Regions from separate parts of the Mus musculus genome. Here region 1 is linked to region 2. A link is a contact called in public HiChIP or PLAC-seq data. All regions are on one chromosome and are shown on one strand. The core of a region is the stretch at or near the end of the contact, and the rest is flanking DNA. Distances in the headings are between cores, read along the strand shown.

What was found. HiChIP or PLAC-seq counts read pairs in DNA pulled down with a chosen protein or histone mark.
Region 1: a contact with region 2 is called in an H3K27ac HiChIP or PLAC-seq map of hepatocytes, with 2.6 times the contacts expected there. The contact joins the promoter of Cyp2e1 here to the enhancer-like site in region 2. A contact is called at or near these places in 2 of 39 promoter capture datasets (both in liver), 8 of 484 Hi-C or Micro-C datasets (liver and nephron progenitors), 3 of 115 datasets of contacts at active chromatin or transcription factors (hepatocytes and liver) and 2 of 9 other capture datasets (adipose tissue and pancreatic islet).

Annotation. Positions count from the first base shown.
Region 1 is chr7:140,760,804-140,766,132 of GRCm38.p6, reverse strand. Cyp2e1 (cytochrome P450, family 2, subfamily e, polypeptide 1) reads right to left here and starts at 2,314. Exons shown (of 9, transcript NM_021282.3): 1 at 2,106-2,314; 2 at 1,174-1,333. The coding sequence starts at 2,282.
Region 2 is chr7:140,720,113-140,725,669 of GRCm38.p6, reverse strand. It overlaps the pseudogene Olfr542-ps1. Among named protein-coding and RNA genes, the nearest start is that of Olfr541, 19 kb to the right of the region's middle. Within about 2 kb of position 4,294, at least 5 of the 459 cell types and tissues checked have an H3K27ac peak or open chromatin away from gene starts, as enhancers often do. A contact at or near this core is called in adipose tissue, hepatocytes and liver, where this site is marked.

The sequences.
Region 1 (5,329 bases), core at 1,065-3,564, 42 kb before region 2:
CACACCATCTCCAGTAGGATCTGTGTGACAAGTTCCACAGACTGAGGCGACTGACCTCAAAAGGGGGAGGCCTCCTGGAACTGGTTGTGGAACTCTTTGCCCGAGGGGGGAAAATATTGAGCTGTACTTCTCATGGTAATCTATCTGTTTTGTTTTCTCTTATTCCTTTTCTTATCTACATGTTCCTGGTAGCCTAGGCCAAGATCTTAAGCAAGAATAATGGGTAAGAAACCATCCCTAGAGAAGGGGTCATGACCTTATCCCTGGGGAAACCAATGCTTTACTTTTAAAATCATTTACAAAACTATTTTGATAGATACAAGTTTTCCCAACAATAAAATTTCATATGGCTACACGTGTGTCATCAGAGGTGGGTTTTAGTATATGGTAAAGAAAGCCATAATTAGAAAGAATTAAAATAGTTTAAATTTACACTTTGAAGATTTATAAAAAAAATCAGGCACTAGATGTTAAATAATAGTTGACCATGGGGCTGGAAAGTTAGTTCAGGGGTTAAGAGCACTGACCACTAAAGATTTATTAACCTGCTCTTGGAAATATGCCACTAACCTTGAATGACAGCCCCTACTGAATACACCCTTTTAGGATTGTTATATTTTGATGATTTATAATGATGTTACCTGTTCTGTTTGTGATTCACTGAATACATAGTTTCAGAGTTGTAATGCTTGAATGATCTTTGTGCTTTACTGTGCCAAATGATTTTTGTTGGTATTTGTGATTGTTTTACTGGATACAGTTTCTAAGAGATATAATGTTTGGTTTTTAATGTATAAAATCCCCTGCTTGAGAGCTACAAAATACAGTCAGATTCAAACTGCCTCTGTGTTTGTTTCTGTTTGTCACTGCCGAATCCTTACCCACCTAGCTTCAAGGACCCTCATTCCAGAGCCCCCCATACCTGGCTGAGGTGGTCCTTGACACTCTTTAAGTCAATCAGGGCTATGGTGAGGGTGGAGGTCTGGAGGTGTCACGGGTTCACAATGCCTGCTCAGTACAAGCCGAAAAGCAGCTTCCATGCAGGTACAAGACATCATCTGAGCCTTTGCCTTGTTCTTTATTCTGTTGCTGCCACTAAGATTTGTAGGATCAAATGGTACTCGAAGTACTCTGTTAATTTGCCCCCTCCTACAGCTCAAGAAGCCAACTTACCCTTGTTCTTGTACTCCTGGAACACAGGAATGTCCCCTCGGCCAGAGAACTCATTCTTGTGGTTCAGTAGCACCTCCTTGACAGCCTTGTAGCCATGCAGGACCACGATGCGCCTCTGACCCAGGTGCAGTGTGAACACTGGCCCGAAGCGCTTTGCCAACTACAGGGACCAATGCACAGAACAGGACTTAGCCTGCTTTAGACAGACCACATCTCCTCTTATTGTTCCTGTTCTTCACAGAGAGTTAGAGGGACTTGGGGAAAGGGCATTGTGTCTAGTCTGATATGGGGATACTCTTTCCACCTCAAGCTTCTGGGTTTGTGGAGGACCTTCCTTCTATCTAGACACAATTCTCTTCTCTGTGCCTAAACAGGCACAATCAATGCCAACACTCACCACATTCTTGTTTGCCTCTAAAGTTAAGGCTCTACCTTACCTAGCAGTACAAGCTAACTTGGAGCCAATGCTCTTGAAGCCTGTAGCTAGCCTGCCACATGCAAAGACAATCCTTAACAGACACCAAGCATCAATTCCATGCCAGGTAGCATTTTGAGGGCTGGTTAGTCCATGCAATGTTCACAGCATTAGCAAAAGGCAGATGCTGTTATTCTGGGGAGTCACAGCTGGCTCAGCATTTTCCTTTTCAGTCTGTTCTTGGACACAGGTTGATACCAGCCAGGATACACCTGTTGTATCAGTTGGCACAGGAAGTTAACAACAACATCAGTATCTCATAATCACTTCAAATGTACAGGGCCTCTGAGCCTGTATGGCACTACTCACGGTGAGTGTTCCATGCCCAAGATGGGCTGAACTGTTAATTCAGTATCTTGGTAATCTGTCATTGGATAACAGCTGGCACTGAGTTTAATATATACACATTATATCTAATCTCTAACTCGTTTTCTTAATACAGCAATGTTTCCCTTACCTTGGTTAAAGACTTGGGAATATCCTTCAAATCCAGCTGAAAAATGTTTCCAAAGAAAGGAATTGGGAAAGGTCCTGGGGGCAGGTTCCAACTTCTATAGATCTGTTTCCAGATGGATACGAGGAGGAGGGTGGCGATCCAGACAAGCAAGGCAACGGTGATGCCAAGAACCGCCATGGTGCCGATGGGGCTCCACTCTAAATTTGTAGGAATTTCCTGAGGAGAAACAAGGATTTTATAACGTGTCGTTGAGAAGGAGGGTGGCTCATCAGCCAATAACCACTCATCTCCCTTGGCCTAAAGTGCTGGTTTATTATTAGCTGCAGTTGGCTATCATTTCAAAGGCTGACCCTTGGAGCCATTGCCTCTTAGAAGTTGCATCTACTGATCTGACAAGGATGAGGCTGGGCCCTGCCAATCCTCTGGTTGCTGGCACCTGTCAGGGTGCTGGTGAGTACATGTAGGAATACCTCACCAATTCATAGGTCAGTCCTGGGGGTGGGGGAATGTCTTCCCCATGGCACTGGTCAGCACAGAAGGCATGCATTCAGATCATGTTTGCATGTGTTTGTTTGCTGGGAAAGGTTTTTTTTCCAACCATTTACTGCTCATTCCAGGCCAAAGACAGCACTAGGCTGCAGACCTCTAACTTCTGATCTGGCACCACAACCCTAATGGCCCACCTGGAAATTGAGGGCAGAACAGGAAATCTCACTTCTGGATCCCATTTCACGTTGTCAAATCAACCAGAAAATTCCATGGAGGCAAAAAAGTAGAGGTAAATAAAGCTAAAGCACTTTGAGATATTCTGAGTGTCTGTGTAAGCGAATATTTGCAGTGCCAAGGACCAAACCCAGGGCCTTGCACATGCTAGGCAAGAGCACCTGAAAGGTACTACCTGTCCTTCAACAGCCCCACTTATTTGTAAAAATGTAGGTGGAAAATGTTTTTCAAAACACTTTGTCAAATACAGAAGAAAAAAAGAAGAAATTTTTTAAAAATTGGATTTGTTCCATGTGCTTGTTCATCCAGGGGCGCAGGGCTGGTCCCCACTCCTCTGCATTGTAAGATGCCAATACATGTGAGACTACTGATTATTTCTTTTGTACAGCCCCATATTCACTTTTCTGTTATGGTTCTAGATATATTGTGTGTTTTAAAAATGAATGAATCTTTTTTTGTCACATTGTCTTCAGACTGATAATACAGAAAAGATATGAGATGAAGCCTTATAATTTTATATTTTTGTGGAACTATGCATCTTTGGATGCATTAGAGAACATGACAGTGGATCTAAGTAACAGATTTTTGAGTTACTTATGGCTCATGATTCTTTCATCTATATAAAATGATGCTGTACACCATACACCTGAATGTTCTCTGAATAAACCAGTAGTAGTATAGACTACTCTGTCCTTCAAACCCCAGTTGTGGTTTTGCACTCTGCTCATTAGTTAAGCCTCCTAGACTACCAGGGACAGTTGTCATTTTAGTTATTTTACTCTCATACAGCACATCACAACCAATGTTTCCTTCTCCTTCACTCCTCTCTCCCCCAGATCACTCCTGTTGCCCTTTGGAGAAGAGTAGACCTCCTAGGAATATGCATAAAGACTAGGCACCAAACCCCATATAAAGGCCAGACAAAGCAACCCAATAGGAGGAAAAAGGTCCCGAGAGCAGGAAAAAGAGTCAGGGACACCCCCACTTCCACTGTAGGAGTCCCACAAAAACACCAGGCTAACATCCATGACATACACAGGGGATCTAGGGGAGACCCATGCAGGCTCTGGGATTGCTGCTTAAGTCTCTATGAGCCCTGTTAGTTGATTCTGTGGGCCACGCTGTGAGATTCTACCTGAAACCCATCAGAATGTCTAAGATCAATAACACAAGTGACAACTCATGCTGGTGAGAACTAGTAGCAAGGATAACATTTCTTTATTGCTGGTGGAAGTGCAAACTTCGATAGCTACGTTGTAAATCAATATAGTTTGTTTGTTTGTTTAGAAAACTGGGATTCCATCTACCTTAAGGCACAATTATACCACTCTTGGGCATATACCCAAAGTATGCTCCATCTTACCACAGAAACCCTGTTCAACTATGTTCAAAGTGGCTTTATTCATAGTAGCCTGAAACTGGAAACAATCTAGATGCCCCTCAGCCAAACAATGGATAAAGAAAATGTGATACATTTGTACAGTGGAGTATTACTCATCCACTAAAAAAAATGACATAATGAAATTCACAGGCAAATGGATGGAACTAGAAAAGATCATCCTGAGTGAGGTAACCCAGACCAGAACGACAGACACGATCAGTGCCTAGCCCAGTCATCATCATAGAGGCTTCCTCTGACAGCTGATGGGAGCAGACACAGAAATCCATAGGCAAAAATTGGGAGGAATGAGAACCCAAAGTGGAGGGCTCAATCACGTCTCTCCTCTTAGAGTTTGGGGAACCCTGTGGAAGAGAGGGAAGAAGAATTACAGGAGCCAGAGGGGTTGAAGACAGGCATCGTCTTTAGCTGGGATTTCAGGACCAATTGTTCCTGAGATGGGACCTAATGGTGTGACTTGAAGATGAATGGGTCACTGTGTCCTTGGGCTCTCCTGATTATGCTGTGCTTTCTGGGTGGTATAGGCCTGTTCCAAGGTTATAATGTAGGCTGTCCTCACTATTAGCACATGCTTGCCTGTCTTGAGCCCAAATTGGTCCATGTGGTGTTGTTGGAGCAGTGCTCTCTGCTCAGGCTGAGTCAATCTTAGGATCTGATGGACTGAGTGGGAACATGAGGGTGTTGGAGGTACAGCAAGCCCCTGGAACCAGTGACTGAGAATGCCTGAATCTGCACAGCTGACCCGAACACAAACACATTGAGAGTCGGAGTATCACCAAATGCAGCCATAGTCTGCAGCCAAGTTGAGTAACTCAGAGATTTTCTGTCTATAATGTTGTTGAATGCCCAGACAATCTCAAGTAATAAATATAGATATTCATGTCTTTTGAAAACAATGCCATTTATTTGTATTTGATTTTTTGAAGCAATGATCTCTATTTTATTTGTATTTTACTTAATTGTTTGGACCTTGTAGTTTGGGTCAGGTGATGAGTTGGACAGAGAGACTGTGCCTAGTGCCACAGAAGTGGCTGTTTCTTCATGATTTTTATTACATTTGTAGTGCCAAGTGTGCAAAGAGGAAATGATGATGTTGAAAGAT
Region 2 (5,557 bases), core at 3,045-5,544:
TGGTTGGCCTGGGTGTCCCACATTGTGGCAGGCCTCTGGGAGGCAGGTGGAGCTGTGTATGTGGTGGGTTAGAGCTAGTTTCTTGGGAGGTAGGCAGGGTAGTAGGGCATTGTGTGCTGCTCTGACACTGCTGGTAGTCTGGGCATGGACTGGAAGGACAATGGAGCTCTAGGCAGGTTGGAGCCCATGGCTGCTAGGCTTGTTGGGGTCCTTGCAGGTGCGGGTATTGGAGTAGAGGTGTGGGGTTATCTCACCCGTGTGTCTCTGGGCAGGGCAGGGAGGTAGGGTGGTGCATGGTGTACTGGCAGTTGCAGACCCAGAATCCATTACTTAAGTAGTAGTCATAAGCATGTGACACAGGATTTGAGAAAAACCAATAAAGAAGAAAAACTTAGGAAAATTCCAGGAGCTGACACACCATAACTTAATCATAGGCTTTCATGTCATTCTTTCTATATATGTCCAGCCTCAGAAACATGGAACTAGTATGGACAGGAAACAATTTTGATTATACAATTAATGACAAACCTTAGTATACTCTTGAAGGCAAAGCAGCAATTTTGGAATCCTGATGCTTCTCTATTCTGTACAGGATTATAATAAAGGTAGAGATCATATTGAAATAAAGGGCTATGGCAAAGATACAGAGAAACATTTTGACTCAGCAAACTGCCTGGCTTCCTGAGTAGGCTTGTCAGATCAGGACATTTTTTGATAGTGTAGAATAATAAAGATTGCTCCTTTTAAAGCAATGCTTGTGTACTGCCAAAAGGGTTACACAATTCAAGTCAAAGGGAAGGATGGTGATCTTATGTTAATTACAAAAGAAAATTGGAGGAGAAAAGGGGAGAATTAAACAAAGGACTGAGGGGTTGAAATTCTGCAGAAAGATTAAATATTCAGGGTAATAAAACAATACAGGCTAGGCTTGATATAATAGGTAGTAGGAAACAACTTCTGACTTGTTAACTAGTCAAACTTAAATAGAATCATCCTGCTGAACATTTCTTTTCTTTTTTTTTCCATTTTTATTAGGTATTTAGCTCATTTACATTTCCAATGCTATACCAAAAGTCCCCCATACCCACCCACCCCCACTACCCTACCCACCCACTCACCCTTTTTGGCCCTGGTGTTCCCCTGTACTGGGGCATATAAAGTTTGCAAGTCCAATGGGCCTCTCTTTCCAGTGATGGCCGACTAGGCCATCTTTTGATACATATGCAGCTAGAGTCAAGAGCTCCGGGGTACTGGTTAGTTCATAATGTTGTTCCACCTATAGGGTTGCAGATCCCTTTAGCTCCTTGGCTACTTTCTCTAGCTCCTCCACTGGGAGCCCTGTGATCCATCCATTAGCTGACTGTGAGCATCCACTTCTGTGTTTGCTAGGCCCCTGCATAGTCTCACAAGAGACAGCTACATCTGGGTCCTTTCAATAAAATCTTGCTAGTGTATGCAATGGTGTCAGCGTTTGGATGCTGATTATGGGGTGGATCCCTGGATATGGCAGTCTCTACATGGTCCATCCTTTCATCTCAGCTCCAAACTTTGTCTCTGTAACTCCTTCCATGGGTGTTTTGTTCCCACTTCTAAGGAGGGGCATAGTGTCCACACTTCAGTCTTCATTCTTCTTGAGTTTCATGTGTTTAGCAAATTGTATCTTATATCTTGGGTATCCTAGGTTTGGGGCTAATATCCACTTATCAGTGAGTACATATTGTGTGAGTTCCTTTGTGAATGTGTTACCTCACTCAGGATGATGCCCTCCAGGTCCATCCATTTGGCTAGGAATTTCATAAATCTGCTGAACATTTCTGTAACTGCAAGGCTTTAACTAAACAGATCTTAAGGAAAAAGACATTGAGTTAAAACTGATTTTTATCATAATGTCAATTTTTAATTTTCATAAAATTTGCTGTTTGCTCACTTTGTTTCTTTTATGTGCTTATGTAATCAAGGAAGATTGTACCCTGAGAAATTATGTAATCAATGATTAAAGTTTTTGAGTAGATGGTTTTGTAAGTTAAGCCTGTGAGGGACATAGATTGGCAGAGTAGGTAAAGCCATACTGAGATGTGCTTCCTTTCTGCCCTTTCTCTCATGAAATGAAACTAAAAAGTGTCCCATGTCTGATTCCTTCCTCACTACTCTTCTATCCACCTGTATCAGGCCCTGACCCTCACCTGGAGCTGGACTCCTCCATCCTAACAACATTTTTTTCTGGCTCAACTCAACTTCTCCTGGCTCAACATCACTCATTTTCAGTCTGCTCAGTCTCTTCTCTTCTTCAGTCTTCTTTCTTCCTGCACCACCTCTCTTCTCTAACTCTACTTTCTGACCATACTCTCCTGCCACCTGGACTCTACTCTCTTCTCCCTCAGCCTCTGCTGGCTTTTCATGTCCTTTACTGTTCTCAGAAGTCCAAGAGGCATGACTCTAAAGGTTATAGGGCCAAACAGTTCTAACAGTGAAGCATTCCCAAAGAGCCAGTTGACTAGCCACTGGGGATCCTTTAAAGGGCCAGGAACATAAAAACAAATCACACTACATTACAGGAATTAAAGTATGTTCAGAGAGATATGTCACTATGCAGATATGTAGATTGGAGATAGGATTAGTTATATATGCTAAGAAATTAGAGTAGAATTAGGTACTACCTGAAAAATTTCAGATAGAATGAGGAGTAACCAAGGAGCCTAAGTTCAGGAGGCAAAAACAGGTCATTTTTGTTTGATGAGGAAAGGTTGGGGGCATGGTATATAGAAGATTTTGAAGAACAGAACATGACAATGTATTGAGGGAGGGAGAAGATGCCAAGAATAGGTTATTAATTACCCCCACTTGTGATGGCTAATATTGATGATTCACTTAACAGGAACCAGAATCACCAGAGACAAGATTCTTGGTAGTCAGTGAAAGATTATCTAGATTACAGTAGTTAAGGTGGGAAGACCTGCCCTAACTATGGGGCATCACTATTCCATGGTCTAGAGACCCAGACTGTATAAGAGAAGAAAGTGAACTGAGTATGAACACTCATTGCTCTCTAATGTGGATGCCATGTGTCTATGTGGCACTTCTGCCATCACGTGTTTTCTGCCATGGTGAGCCAAACCCCAAACCTTTGTTATGTTGCTCCTGTTAGTTTATCAAAGCAACGAGAAAAGTTAGCTCATCCACTAACAGCGTGAGTAATTGGGAAAGAGTGATATTGACCATTGGGACAATAAAAAGGAGTAGTGGTAACTAAGCAAAGGCTGAGAGAAGCCAAGCTCTGTGGCGGTGTTGCCCTGGAATATTAACCTAGATGGGAGAAGAGCACGTCAGGAGCCTGAGGTGGTGGTTCTGAAAATGAGACATTTATTGATGACCCACAGACCCCTGAGGCCCAACCAAAATAACACAGCAGGGCCGACAATACAGTGCCATCACCTATGACTGAAGGCTCTTTTCTTTATTATGACAGCTGCCTCTGTACTCCATGGAGCTACTCTCAGTAAGGCAAGTGTGAGAGGAGCATAAGCCTGAAGGGCAGCTTGTGCATTTCCATCTGCAGCTTAAAAAGTTGCACACGTCTCCCATGGCTTGTAGGGTCTTATTTCCCAGTGTATAGATGGGCAGGTTCAAGGTAGGGCTCAGGACTGTGTACAGCACTGAAGACACTGCTACTTTCCAGGATGTCGTTTAAAGGGGTGCTGACACAAGCACAGAGCATGGATAAGCACTGCACAGGCTACTGGGTAGTGTGAGGTTGAGTTGCAGCCACAGGACTGTAGGGTCAGCAAGAAGTTGATACCTCCATAGAAGTCTTTGGCCATGAGAATCATGACGCTGTTTGCAGCCACATTATCAGACCAGTGTGCACAGATGCATTTAGTGCTCATATGGACCACATACCCATGGCTTAGTTCCCACAGCTGTGGGCTTATCCTAAAATTACAGTGCAGGGACAGCAGATGGCCACATCGTAGTCATAGCATTGACCATGAGCAGCAGCAGCTCAGAGGATGCAGACTGGACAAGGAAGAAGAGCTGGGCCATGCACTCCTTGAAGGAGATGGTGTTTTCCTCAGACACTAGGCTAACTAGGGCCTTGGGAAGCACCGATGAGGTACAGACAATATCCATGGTGGCCAGGTTGCACAGGAAAAAAGTACATGGTTCTGTGGAGCCCAGTGCTGGACTCCAGAATGATGTTTGCTGCATTGTCTGGGAATGCTATGGCGTAGAAAGACAGGATACAGCCAAGCAGGAGCATTCACCAACTCAGCTGTTCTGAGAACCGTTGCAACATGAGCCCAGTCACTATTGTCTGGTTGGCACTCGACATTAGCACTGAACAGCTCTGGATCTATTCCTGTGTCTACAAGCCTCGGAGACAAGGTCATAGTCCAAAACTTCAATGTCCGTTTTTCATACTTTACCACCTTAAAACTTAGTCTGTTGACATAAGGGGGTGGAGTGAGCGTGTTTCTCTCTTGGCAGCTTGTCTATCCATCACCCACCCCTTCTATTTATTTTCTAAACCCAATTTCCTTCATTTATTTATTTTTTTCAGTTTCTACCTTTGAAACTTTCATTGTTTAGATTTAGGTTCTCGCCATCGTGTAGTAGAGCATTATTTATTCAGAGCCTGTCTACTCTGTGATCTGCTCCTCCCAAGTTGTACTCTGGTGATGTTGTGAAGATGAATTTGTACCCTTCACCCTCAGAGCAAACATTCTCATAACCACCGGCACCTCTTGGAAAGACATGCTGAGATGTCTCTTGTAGACTCTGTATAACCTTGTCTCCTGGGATCTCACTCACTATCCTTTCTCCGATGTGTGCCCCCCACCCCCAAATGACTGTCACATATTGGATCAGGGTCTAAGGCAGCGGAGAGTATGGTGGGTATAGATAACAAGGAGACTGTCAGAGAACAGCTCCTTTATTGAAATAGAGAGGCTATATGATAGAGCTAGACTCAGGAGAGAGAGGAGAAAGGAAAAGGGAGGAAGTATTTCAGCAGGGGCAGGGACCTTCCAAGCATAACAGCTATATTAGCAGACTGCTGGTTACATGATTTCTGAGAAGCCAGTTCTCTGGCAGGGGAAACAAAGATTGAACTGGCTTTATCATTACTTGGTCTTTGTCTTTATGGAGTTGAGCAGGCACAAGCCTGATTTGGGTAGAGATCAGCCCTACTCCCACCATGTTTTCTGAGAGCTCTCCAGGGTATGGGCAGTGCTCATCTGGTTTGGGAACCCACACTCTGGTACTTCTGTGTGCTCTCTGGTTGCTCACATCTCTCTTCATAAACTCTGATACTTCTGTATGGTCTATTCTTGCCCACATCTCTCTTCATAAACTCGGGTCTTTTATAAGCCTTACTTTCTGTGATCCATCAGTCTTCCTGGTTGATTCTATCATTACCATGATGTATCTCAAATATGTTATCTCAGGGAGCCCTCCTCTCTGTCACAGGCCCGTGAACCCCAAAGTACTCTATGGCTTTTCTGCCTTTGTGCCTGGTAACCATTCTTGACTCAACAAGCCTATGGCTCATGGCATCACC